2 separate regions of the Mus musculus genome follow, and region 2 is linked to region 1. Evidence: chromatin contacts called from public promoter capture Hi-C data. All regions are on one chromosome and are shown on one strand. The core of a region is the stretch at or near the end of the contact, and the rest is flanking DNA. Distances in the headings are between cores, read along the strand shown. Region 1 holds the start of Majin (membrane anchored junction protein). Region 2 holds the start of Slc22a20 (solute carrier family 22 (organic anion transporter), member 20).

Region 1 (6,021 bases), core at 1,591-4,090:
ATGCACACACACACATACACACACACTTTAAGAAGAAAAAAGGAAAGAAAAGAAGAAAGCGAGGAAGGCAAGAGGGAGGGATTTGAGCACAGTGACTTTAGTACTTGGGAGGCGGAGGCAAGCAGCCTGAGCTACAGAGCAAGGTCTTGTCTCAAAGCAAACAAGGACTGAATACTTGCCTAGCGTGTGCACCTTAAAGGAAAGGCAGACAGGAAAGAAGGAAAAGAAAAGGGGAAAGAAGGAGTTGGGGAGAGAAATCCTGGGGTCTTGTGGCCATGTGGGCGTCATCAGCAGTCAGAACCATGGACAGATCCGAGGCTGCCTTCTGGAACCCTTGACAGAGAAACCGGAGGTTCTGGGTCTCACTGAGGCGACTCACATCAGGAAAGATTCAGACCTTCCTTTGGATGAGGTGTGTCAGCACCTTTGGGGATCATTGCCATTCAGCAGCCAGGAGAGAATTCCCTAGGGAATGTGTCTGTCTGGTCTATGTAGATTCTCATTCCCTTGCAAAGGGGTCTAAATACAGTCCCTCTTCTTTCTAAACCAGTGAATGCTGAACTCTCCCTAAGACGGCTTGAGCCGGATCTCACAGATCCAATGGCTGTCCCTTTTTTTTCCTGTCTGTCATAGGTGTGTGTTTATCTGGCATGGAAGAACATGCTAAGGACCCCAAATTACTTAGAAGCTCACTCGTGACCTCTGAATCTCACTCCTGCATCCTCCACGGGCATGTCTGAGCCTCTGCGAGGAGCGCCTGTCTGAAGGACCTTCAGACGTTGGATGTGTGTGTTCAGAGGGGGAGGGGGACAGTGGACTTCCTGGCCAGCTGCTCATCTGCTCATCTTTTTAGGAATTTCACATTCTTCCTGGGATATTTATTTATTTATTTATTTATTCATTTGCCTTCTCTCCTATGTAGCCACCACTTGCAGGAACTACCTCTACTTCTTAACTACACACAAAGGCAGCAAGGACTTGGATAGAACCTCAGAGCTGCAGGAGGCCGCTTTAAGCCTTCCTCTGGTACCCCATCCCTTCTCTCAGTCATACATCTCACACCTGGGTGGCCAGCAGGATTCACCCACTCACAGTGACCCAGATAATGCAACACAGAGAAGGAGGAAGTGACTATGTAACAGTCTCTACCCTTGGAGACCTGCCTCATACCCAGGGCTGCGTTTCTGAGCCAGGCAGCTTTGCTCCCGGTGGCCCTGCCAGGCCCTAGCCCTGCCTGCTGGCTTTCCTGAGCAGAGGGCTGTTGCCTGGCAAGTAATTGGCCCTGGGAGTCCCAGAGGGAGCCGGGGAGAGACTGGGGAGGAGCCCTAGGTGTGGTAGGAAGTGAAGCTATAAAGAGGCTCCTCCCTCAGCTCTAGGGACCTAGGGATTATATAGGCAGCAGGGGTTCTTAAAGGAGACATGAACTATTCTGACCCTGTCTCAAGAGGATCCTGAGTCTTCAGGGTATTAGGTATTAGAGCAATGGAATCTCTGATCTACCATTCTGCCTCTCCTGCCTACAAGCCCACCCCTTTCCAAGGACAGGATTTGTCCTGGGAGTTCCTGTGAACAAAGGATCAGGGTATGGTTAGGCTTATATTTAGGCTAAAGGAGACAGGATAGTAGGCTGGCCTTGAACTCAGCTCTACCTGTCTCTGCCTCCCCTGACTTGGATTAGTGGTGGGCCTCCATGACCAGCCTTCTGTTTTTAGAGGCAGGGTCTCATGTATCCCAAACTCCTGTGTTCTCCAGGATGACTCTCTGGTCCTCTGCTCCTGAATGCAGGATTACAGGGAGCTCCAGCACCCGCTCAGATATGCGCCGCTGGAGCCTTGTGCATGGTAGGCAAGCACCCAACCAATGAGCTACATCCCAGCCCATGAGGTCCTCTTTAGATAAAACAACTCCACCCCTGAGATCCAGTTTCCTAAGCCAGTAGGTGCTTAATGGCTCTAAGTATGAAGAGGAGGCATGTGGAAGGGCTGAGGGTGGGGAGGGACAGTCCTTACAGAGGGAACAGCAGGTTAAGCAGAGAAATGCAGAGCTTGGACAATGGAGAGCCATGGGTCCATCTCCCACAGATGCGGGCCCATCATCACCAGTCCAGCACACTAGGCTGTGTAGGCAAGGATGCCAAATTCCCTAATGATTCAGAACATAAAACCCGACCAACAGGAAGCAGAATACCATGACTGATCAAGCATCCTGACTTCATAAATCCTTTCATTTCCTGGTTGGATTAAATCAGACTACAAAAGATCTGCCCTAGGGTCTGGCAATGAGGATGAAAGGCAAGCATACACCACAGTGCTGTGTATGGAGAGTGCCTGGCACAGAGGAGAGACCTCAAAGTAGTTTTACCCGACTGGAGCAGGTGCGCAGGTGGGAAGAAAGCAATGCATGCGTAAATCTCAGTGTAAAACGCTCTTGGGCATCCGGCACATCATTCCCAGAACCTACATGGTGGAAGGAAGCAAAATGCTGCTTGTAAAACACACACACACACACACACACACACACACAAGAATGGGGTTTTTTGTTTGTTTGTTTTTGGAGACAGGGTTTCTCTATATAGCTCTGGCTGTCCTGGAGCTCACTTTGTAGACCAGGCTGGCCTCGAACTCAGAAATCCGCCTGCCTCTGCCTCCCCAGTGCTGGGATTAAAGGCGTGTGCCATCATGCCCGGCGCGAGAAAGGTTTTTTTCAAGAAACAATAATAGTAGTTAAGGGATAGGTCATGAGGCTGCGCGTGACGCTCAGAAGTTAGGTGTTCTTGCGCAGGCTTCAGTTTTGTGAAACCCCGCCCTGCCTCAAATCTGCGCGTGCGCGGAGGATTTGGCGGGAAGTTCCAAGGCTTCGCTTGTGCACATCAAGCTAAAGGCCGAGTTCAGAGGAGACCGACGAGAACCTGAGTCCCTGGCCCGCAGTCTTTTGACTTCGACGTCCTCTCTTGGAAAAAAAAAAAAGATTTCTGAGCAGAAAGTCAAGCGTGGCCACCTTTCTGAGGTGCTGGAGGAACCCTAGTCAGTGTGCGAGCGACAAGTGTGGCTGTCAGCGCCTGAGCGCTTCGAGGCTGAGGTAACCGCCGCCCCGCTGCTGGTGTCCCCGGGCTTTGAGCGGGTTCCGCCTTGGAGGGAAGTTTCTGGGCCGGGCCCCACACGCAGCCTCTGGAGGACCCTGGTCCCTGAGGCCTGGCTTGGGGATTGCCCAACCCGGCCGTTGGCTATAAGGCCTTGAAGGGCAGGCTGGGCACTGGTGCAGACTGGAAGCTTGAAGAGGGTGGAGAGCTGGGGTGGCAGTGGCAGGGAATGGCCGCCATGAGCCTCCAGAGGGTAACCAGCTCAGAGATGATGAGAGCTATGTCTTCTGGGCTAGTGAGGAGTGCTCTTCAACCCTCTCATGTCCAGGGTGGTGCCATGTTTGCCTAGGACACCGATCCAGCTTTCTCAGACACTGCCCCCACCCAGTCCTTCTGTACAGAAACTTCCAGATAGTCAAAGGAAGTGTTCATTCTGGCTTTTAACTACTCCCTAACCCAGGTTTAATAGCGGCGCACACACACACACACACACACACACACACACACACACACACACACACGACTTTTTCATTGACATGCTTCCTGTCACATGTTTTGTTGTTTTTTTCTTGTGTTTTGGTTTGCTTTGCAGTCTTTGTTGCTTGGTGGTTTTGTTCATTTCTTTATTTTTTGTTTGTTTTGTTTGTTTGTTTTTGGTTTGGATACTCATGGAATCAGGGTCTCATGTAACCCAGGCTGGCCTGAAACTCAGCACATAGTTAAGGATGACCTTGAACTTCTGATCCTGCCTCCACCCTGAGTGCTAGGATCATAGGGATGGACTACTGACATATTTTCTGGGGCTGGAGAAATAGCTCATAGATTAAGTGCGCAGGTTCCTCTTAGAGGAACCAGATTTTGATTCCCAGCACTCATATGGGGGTCCACAGCCATCAGTAACTTCAGTTCCAGGGGATCTGATGTCCTCTTCTGGCCTTTGTGGGCACCAGGCTCAATGTGGTGTACTGACATATATAGAAGCAAAACACTGATATACACAAAATAATAATAGAAACAATTATATTTAAAGAAAAATATTTGGAGAAATTTCTTTCCTAAAATCCCCTGTTTCCCCAGGAAGGGCGTGTGTGTGTGTCTTTGGTTAGGTGTTCAGGTAACCGGGTATCTCTCAGCAAACTGGGTTTGCTTTTTTTTTTTTAACATTTCTTTTTCTTTTTTCATTTTCATGTATATGTAGTGTGTGTATGTGTATTCACATGTGTACGAGGCCTGAAGTTGATGTTAGAATTTGGCCTCCATTACTCTTCAACCTCACCAATTGAGGTGATGCCTCTCAATCAAACCTAGAGCTTGTGAGTGCAACCAGTCTTGCTAGGCAGCTTGCTGTGGAGATCCCTGTCTCTACCTCCTGAGGCTGGCATTCCAGCTCACCAGACATTTACATGGGTGCTGGAGGCCCTAACTTTGGTCTTCACACTTGCATGACAAACACTTTCATCTCTGAGCTATCTTGTCTACTTTCTTTCCTTTTTTAACAACAGGGTCTGACTCTTGAGCCCAAGCAGTCTTCACACTCATAACACTTCTCCTCCTTCATCCTCCTGAGGGCTAGGGTTTCAGGTGTGAGCCATGGTGCATAGCCACAGGAGTCATCTCTGACTGTCCCTGTCCTTCACCTGGTCAAGTCACTGGATCATGAGTGGGCATCTTTCAGGTCGCTCTACACTGCAGTTCTACTTTTATCACTAAAGACCATCCTACTGATAGCTTCTGTCTGGAACAACAGGAGTCTATGTAATGTGGTCCTGTTCATCTCTTGTTTTGAGTTGTCTTCAGTACTGTTCTGTTGCTGTGACGAGATACCATGACTAAGGCAACACTTATAAAAGAAAGCATTTAATTGGGGCTGGCGTACAGTTTCAGAGGGTTAGTCCATTATCATAGTGTCAAGCAGGCATGATGCTGGAGACAGAGCTGAGAGCTTCATCCTGATCCACAGGCAACATGCTGAGAGACACACAGGGCCTGACACTTCAAAGCCCATCCCTAGCAACACACTTACTCCAAGGCCACACCTACTCCAATAAATTCATACTTCCTAATCCTTCTTATCCTTCTCAAATAGTTTGTCAACTGGGGACCAAACATTCAAGCATGAGCCTATAGAGACCATTCTTATTCAAACCACCACACATTACAACAGTAAACTAGGCAGCTGTATCCTAGAAGTTGAAAGGAATAGGCAAGAGAATCAGGAATTTAAGATTATCTTTAGGTGCAGTTAAAGGCCTGCCTGGGCTGCTTGAGAACCTGTGTCAAAACAGCAAAGCAAAGCAAGCAAACAAACAAAAAACCACCAACCATCTAGTGTGCATGTTTGTGTATGTGTGTGTGTTATTTATATACACGTTAACGTGAGGATGTGTACAGATGAGTGCAGATGTGCATGCATGTGTTTGCATAAAGGCCAGAGGCTTCTATGATGCCTTTCAATTCTTTTTTATTTGGATAGGCTCTATAATCCATAAACAGCCTCATAAGGAAGGCCTTTGTTCCATCTCTGCACTTCCTCCCTAGATGATATCATCCCATCTGACAACTTCCAGTGCCGCTGACTCAACTTTGTATTTCCATCCTGGTTTCCATCCCTTGCAGAGTAGGACACTGCTTCCTCAGTATAACCATTTAGTTAGTGTATAAGTCCTGTCAGACTTCACAGAAACAGAACTATGGGTTCTATCCCCTACAGCTTTTTCTCCAGAATTGGCAGTTAAGAGTAAGCACTATGGCTTACCCAATTTCCAGAAGTCATCATTGATTCCTGTATCCTTCTCCTGCATTAATGTAATGTATCTCAAGTCCAGTTATCACTACAAAAGCTCCAGGTCCCAGTTAGCAGCAACGTTCTACCTACCGCTCAGCTTCTATCCTTTTCTTCCTAGCAGCCAGATATTAAAATGCCTAAAGCCAGTGACATGGTT
Region 2 (5,507 bases), core at 4-2,503, 200 kb before region 1:
GTGGCAGCCCCCGAAACTGCCAGCTGCAGGTACGACCACACCAGTGGGGCCTTGCGACCCAACCTGAACCCAAAGAGTGAGGGGCTAGGGAATCCTCACCAAGGAGGCAGAGAGGCCATGTCTGAAACTTCTGCCTTGGTGGGGACACCGAAGCAATCAAAGATGAGATGCCCAGTAAAAGCCACCCCTCTAAACACCACATGCAACCACCAGGCTGATCAGGGATAGAGGGACAAGTGTGATGGAAGATCAGAGACCGAGAGATTTAATCCATGTTGGGGAAAGGTAGAGAGTTTGAAAAGAGATCCATGCCTATAATCCCAGCACTTGGGAAGTACAGGCAGATGGATCAGAAATTCAAAAAAAAAAAAAAAAAAAAAAGAAAAGAAAAGAAAAGAAAAACACTCATATATATATATAGCCATGGTTTCACACGCCTTTAATCCCAGCACTTGGGAGGCAGAGGTAGGTGATCTCTGTGAGTTTGAGGCCAGCCTGGTCTAGAGAGTGAGTGCTAGGACAGTCAGGGCTACACAGAGAAACCCTGCCTTAGAAAAACAAAACAAAACAAAACAAAACAAAACAAAACAAACAACCCCAGACAACGAAAGGAATAAAGAGAGAAGAGACAGAATGTAGGTGAACGCAAGGGCTTTCCCTGGGGGACGAGGCGCTCCCCCAAAGGCTCACCTGTCAGCAAGACCACCAAACAAGGCGGCTCCCACCAACACCCCGGACATGTAGATGGACTGAGCCAGGTCACGAAGGGTGCGGGCCTCACACACCAGGTCCCACTATTGGGGAGAGAGGAGTGCTAAACCTTGTCCTTAGGCTTGGCCTCCTCCCAGCCCCCCAAGCCACCCACCCACCTCTGACCTCCATCACAATGGTAGATGGGAAAATGCTTCGGTCGTAGACCCAACCATCCTTGCAGCCCTCGGTGGCCACCCCATGGGAGGAGGCGTTGGGTTTCAGAAGGGCCCACTGAGGTTCTACATAGCGCCGGCACGGCTCGGGGTCCCCATGCTGGTTCAGGGGTATGGCAGCCCTCAGCCAGACCCCTGAGACATTGGTGGTAGGTTCTGTGTAGTTGGCAGGATGTTGGCAGTGGTGAGGGGGTGCAGCAGCCGTGAAGTTCTGTAGGAAGGTATGGCAAGCCAGCAGCCCACAGGGCAGCAGCAGCAAGGCTGTATAGACAAGCTGGAAGCGACCCACGCCTCCCAGGGCATCCAGCAGGTCTGTGAAGGCCATGGCCAAGGGCCCTACCCCAGGTCGGGCCTGCCCAGGCCTTATGTAAAAAGGCAGGGGAGGGACCTAGAGGTAGAGGATCAGGCCAGGGGTCAGGACCACACAGGCCTTCTCTACAATGCATCTCAGAAGGATCAAGTTACACCTCACAGGAGGCCTAAATGTCCCCACATCTGCAGTGTGTCCCTCCCCCAGGCCCTTTCTCCAGTTCTCTCTCTATCTGTTACCTCTTGAGTTAGCAAAGTCAAGGGTTGGGCGTTAGATAGATAGCTGAGTTAGCAGAGTACTTCAGGACCTTAGAAGCATTAAAGCCCTGCACTTGCTTAAAATCAAGGCCATGGTGGCATGAACTTGTAATCCCAGGAAGAGAGATTCATGGGCCTTGCTGGCCAGACAGCCAAGCCTAACCGTCGAGCCCCAGCTCCCAGTGAGAGATCCTGTCTCCAAAAGACAAGGAGGATGGCTCCTCAGGGATGACACTGGAGATTGGCCTCTGACTTCTGCAAAGTGCCATGGCACTTATGAGTGTGTGTGCACGTGCATGTACACACAAATACATAAATAATTTTAATTTTGTTTTTGGGGGTTTTTTGTTTTTGTTTTTTTGGTTTTTGTTTTTGTTTTTTGTTTTTTTGAGACAGGATCTCACTGCATAGCCCTGACTGTCCTGGAAATTACTGTGTAGACCAGGCTGGCCTCGAACTCACAGAGAACTCCTTGCCTCTGCCTCCTTTCGGTTGTGTGCACCTGGCTCTCAAATTTATTATTTTTTTAAATTAAAAAATAAACCAGTGTCTCTAGCTGCATATGAATCAGAAAATAGCCTAGTCGGCCATCAGTGGAAATAGAGGCCCAATTGGTCTTTCAAACTATATGCCTCAGCACAGGGGAACGACAGGGCCAAGAAGTGGGAGTGGGTGGGTGGGAGACTTTTGGGATAGCATTGGAAATGTAAATGAAATAAATATCACCCCCAAAAAAATCAAATCAAATCAAGGACACATTGTAGAACAGGATATGCCAACTGGTGAAATAAAGTCTTAAGGAGTTAAAATAAATAAATAAATAAACCAAATGAGACACAACAAGCAATACAGAAACAAAACCAAAGAAGTCCAAGTAGGGCAGTCAAGAAGCAGCGTCAGTTTGGGGTCGGGAACTTTCAGGGTATGTTGGCGAATCACCACAGCAAATTAAAGCCACTCTAGAGAGGGGCTGAGGGCTGAGGGCTGAAAGGAGAGGAATCCAGGACACCATGCATACCGCTCCCTCCAGGACCTGCTCCAGTGAGGAGGCCAGTTGACTTGGCTCCGGCCTCCCAGTAAATAGCTCCTGGAAACCATCAGCTCAGGACACTGGTTCTTTCATGATCAGAACTCTCAGTTCCATTTCTACATGCAGCCTTGTGGGCAGTCCCATCGCCCACTCCCTGCTCCCTCAATTTTTCTTTTCTTTTTTTTTCCATTTCTTCTCAAGATAACGTCTACTATAGCCCAGGCTGGCCTGGAACTCCCTATGTATGTATGTATGTATGTATGTATGTATGTGTGTGTGTGTGTATGTATGTATGTATGTATGTATGTAGTCAGATGGTGAACTTTGAACTTTATTTATTTATTTATTTATTTATTTTGGTTTTTCAAGACAGGGTTTCTCTGTATAGCCCTGTCTGTCCTGGAACTCACTTTGTAGACCAGGCTGGCCTCGAACTCAGAAATCCGTCTGCCTCTGCCTCCCGAGTGCTGGGATTAAAGGCGTGCACCACCATGCATGGCTTGAACTTTTTTTTATTTTTCTGAGACAAGAGTTCCTCTGTGTAACTCTGGCTGTCCTGGAACTCATTCTGTAGACCAGGCTGGCCTGGAACTTAGAAATCCGCCTGTCTCTGCCCCCTGAATTCTGAAACTAAAAGGCATGAACCACCACCACCCAGTGGCAAGCCTTCTACCAACCAAATACAGCCCACCTGGCTCCTTCCTCTTATCTCTGGTAAGAGCCACAGAGGCAGAACATTAATGTAAACTGCTGGATTACAGGGTGTCCCACTGTGGTCTGGGGTTGGGTGGGGACTCTGTGCTTTAGAGAGCTCCCTAGGGGGTCAGATCTATGCTAAGTGGAGGTCTTGTGTTTCCTTACTGATATCTGCAGAGGAGGAAGTCAGACTCAGCCCCCAGGTAGAGCATGCAAAACCAGAAAAGCCACCTGGATTGGCTGTCAGTGGAGCAGTCGGTTCATGTCTCTGTGCCCAGGCCTGCTCAACATCTCAGGAGCTGAGGTGGCCACAGCCAGATACCCAATCTCTGGCAAGGGTGGACAAGGGCATGAGACAGCCTGAGCTGCTTCTACGCCAAGGCTTGCTGGTACAATCAAGGGAACAGTTGGGGAGAATAACACCCAGAGACAGATGTACAGCCTTTCATTTTATTTTCTCACTGCACTGAAACACGGGACCTCCCTACCCCACCCCCAGTTCCTCCATAACCAGTACACTCATCCCTCAGGCATTCCCTTGAAAATGACCAGTATATATACAAAAAAAGAGAGGGAGAGGGGTCGGGGATGGGGAGGGCCTGAGCACCCTCGGGGCCAGGAAGTTCCTGGTGGGCACACAGGCTAGGAGAGGTGTAGTTTGGTTTGCAGAGGGATCTTGGCTGCTGCACAGAAGGCACAGGAAGGTGAGTCTGGCTGTGGGGCTCCCACAGTGAGGTGAGGCCTTCAACACCCGGGTGCAGACAGGGAGCTAGCTAGTGGTTATGAAGTCTGCAGCTCTAGGGGATGACAGGGGCTAGAGCCTCCACAGATTAGGCAAGACTCACATCCGGACAGTAGCAGCGAGGGGGAGGCAGGGGTGCCTGCCCCTGCCCCTGCCCCTGCCCCTGCCCCTGCCCCTGCCCCTGCCCCTGCCCCGAGGCAGGGATGAGCAGGGAGCTGTCTTCCTGGTCTTAGCCCTGAGCAGGGGTCAGGGTGCCCAGTCTGACTACAGGGGCAGGGAGGGCCCCGTGACTGCCCAGAGCAGTCGAACAGAGGTAGTGGGGAGGTGAAAGGACAGGAGGACAAGGGGAACAGGAGGACAAGGGTGCCTTCCTTCCTGTTCTGAGGAAGGCACCAGAAGCTGGTGTAGTCTGGAGTGGCACGGCGGGGAGGCGTGGCTTGGCGGGGAGGCGTGGCTTGGCAGAGGAAGAATGGAAGAACAAAGGCAACTGGAGCGGAGCGATTCCCCACTTCAGGCAAACATAGTCAGCTGGAGCCACTGCAGGGCAAGACAGACAGGTTACTTGGAGCTGCAGGACACATGGCCAGTCAGCTTCTTCCTTTACCCATCACCCATCCCAGAGGACAGACTGCAGACTGGGCTCAGCCATCACCAAGCAATATTTATAATATTTATGCCCTCAACAGGGGTGTTCGCTTCTCCTTCTTCTCCTCCTCCTCCTCCTCCTCTTCTTCCTCTCTCTCTCTCTCTCTCTCTCTCTCTCTCTCTCTCTCTCTCTCTCTGTATGTGTGTATGTTTGGCTTTTCTCTGTTTTTTTTTGAGACAAGGACAGTCCATGGCTGTCCTGGAACTCACTCTGTAGACCAGGCTAGCCTCAAACTCCCAGAACTCCACCTGTCTCTGCCTCCCTCGGGTTGGGCCTGAGTCACCGCCACAGTCAGCAGCAGCTGTCTCATTTCTCTACTCTGGAACGTTAGGCTGCTGGTTCCCACCAGCTTCTAGAAGCCTGGCCTCCCCTTCTTCATCCCCCACCCCCCAGGCTTCAGAAGCTTCCAAGACTGGGGTCCAGATTTGAAGCCTTGTTCCAAGGCCGTGGACGCCTGTCCTGGTCGGGTTGGGTGAACAGGGGGGATTATCTCACCTTAAATAGATCAAAGGTCACAACACCATCCAGGTCTGTGTCCAGAAGTTTGAAAAACCCTGTGTTCAAGAAAAATGAGTTAAATCTGGGACACCAGCCAGACAGTTAATGTTCAGCCAAGACTATCTCCCACTTCCCACGCACCCCAAGTTATTGCCCCTCAAAGTCATAACGCTTCCTGTCCAAAGAGGTCCCCTTAGGCCCCCCCTCCGTACACGCTCCGTGCTCCATGCACCCGTATAAGAGTCCTCTGTTCTCCTTCAGCCTCCACCCCACTTGCCCCTCTATGCCTCATGAGGAACACTGTATGCTTTGTGGTGAAGTGGGGTCCACTGGGGACACTCACGGAACATGGTCTCCAGCCGCACAAGACAGCACACAAAGTTGTCAAAGTCCACGGCCAGG

The links. Promoter capture Hi-C pulls out the DNA fragments that hold promoters and counts their contacts.
Region 2: a promoter capture Hi-C map of pre-B cells shows a contact between it and region 1, with 2.7 times the contacts expected there. A contact is called at or near these places in 4 of 39 promoter capture datasets (hematopoietic stem and progenitor cells, liver, pre-B cells and 1 more) and 2 of 9 other capture datasets (liver and pancreatic islet).

Annotation. Positions count from the first base shown.
Region 1 is chr19:6,181,505-6,187,525 of GRCm38.p6, forward strand. Majin (membrane anchored junction protein) reads left to right here and starts at 2,841. Exons shown (of 11, transcript NM_001165919.2): 1 at 2,841-3,078.
Region 2 is chr19:5,984,890-5,990,396 of GRCm38.p6, forward strand. Slc22a20 (solute carrier family 22 (organic anion transporter), member 20) reads right to left here and starts at 1,254. Exons shown (of 10, transcript NM_198650.2): 1 at 877-1,254; 2 at 691-794; 3 at 1-63. The coding sequence starts at 1,251. It overlaps Gm31719 (a long non-coding RNA gene), which reads left to right. Exons shown (of 4, transcript XR_001782726.2): 4 at 1-208. Capn1 (calpain 1) reads right to left here. Exons shown (of 22, transcript NM_007600.3): 20 at 5,449-5,507; 21 at 5,103-5,161; 22 at 3,656-4,498. The coding sequence ends at 4,472.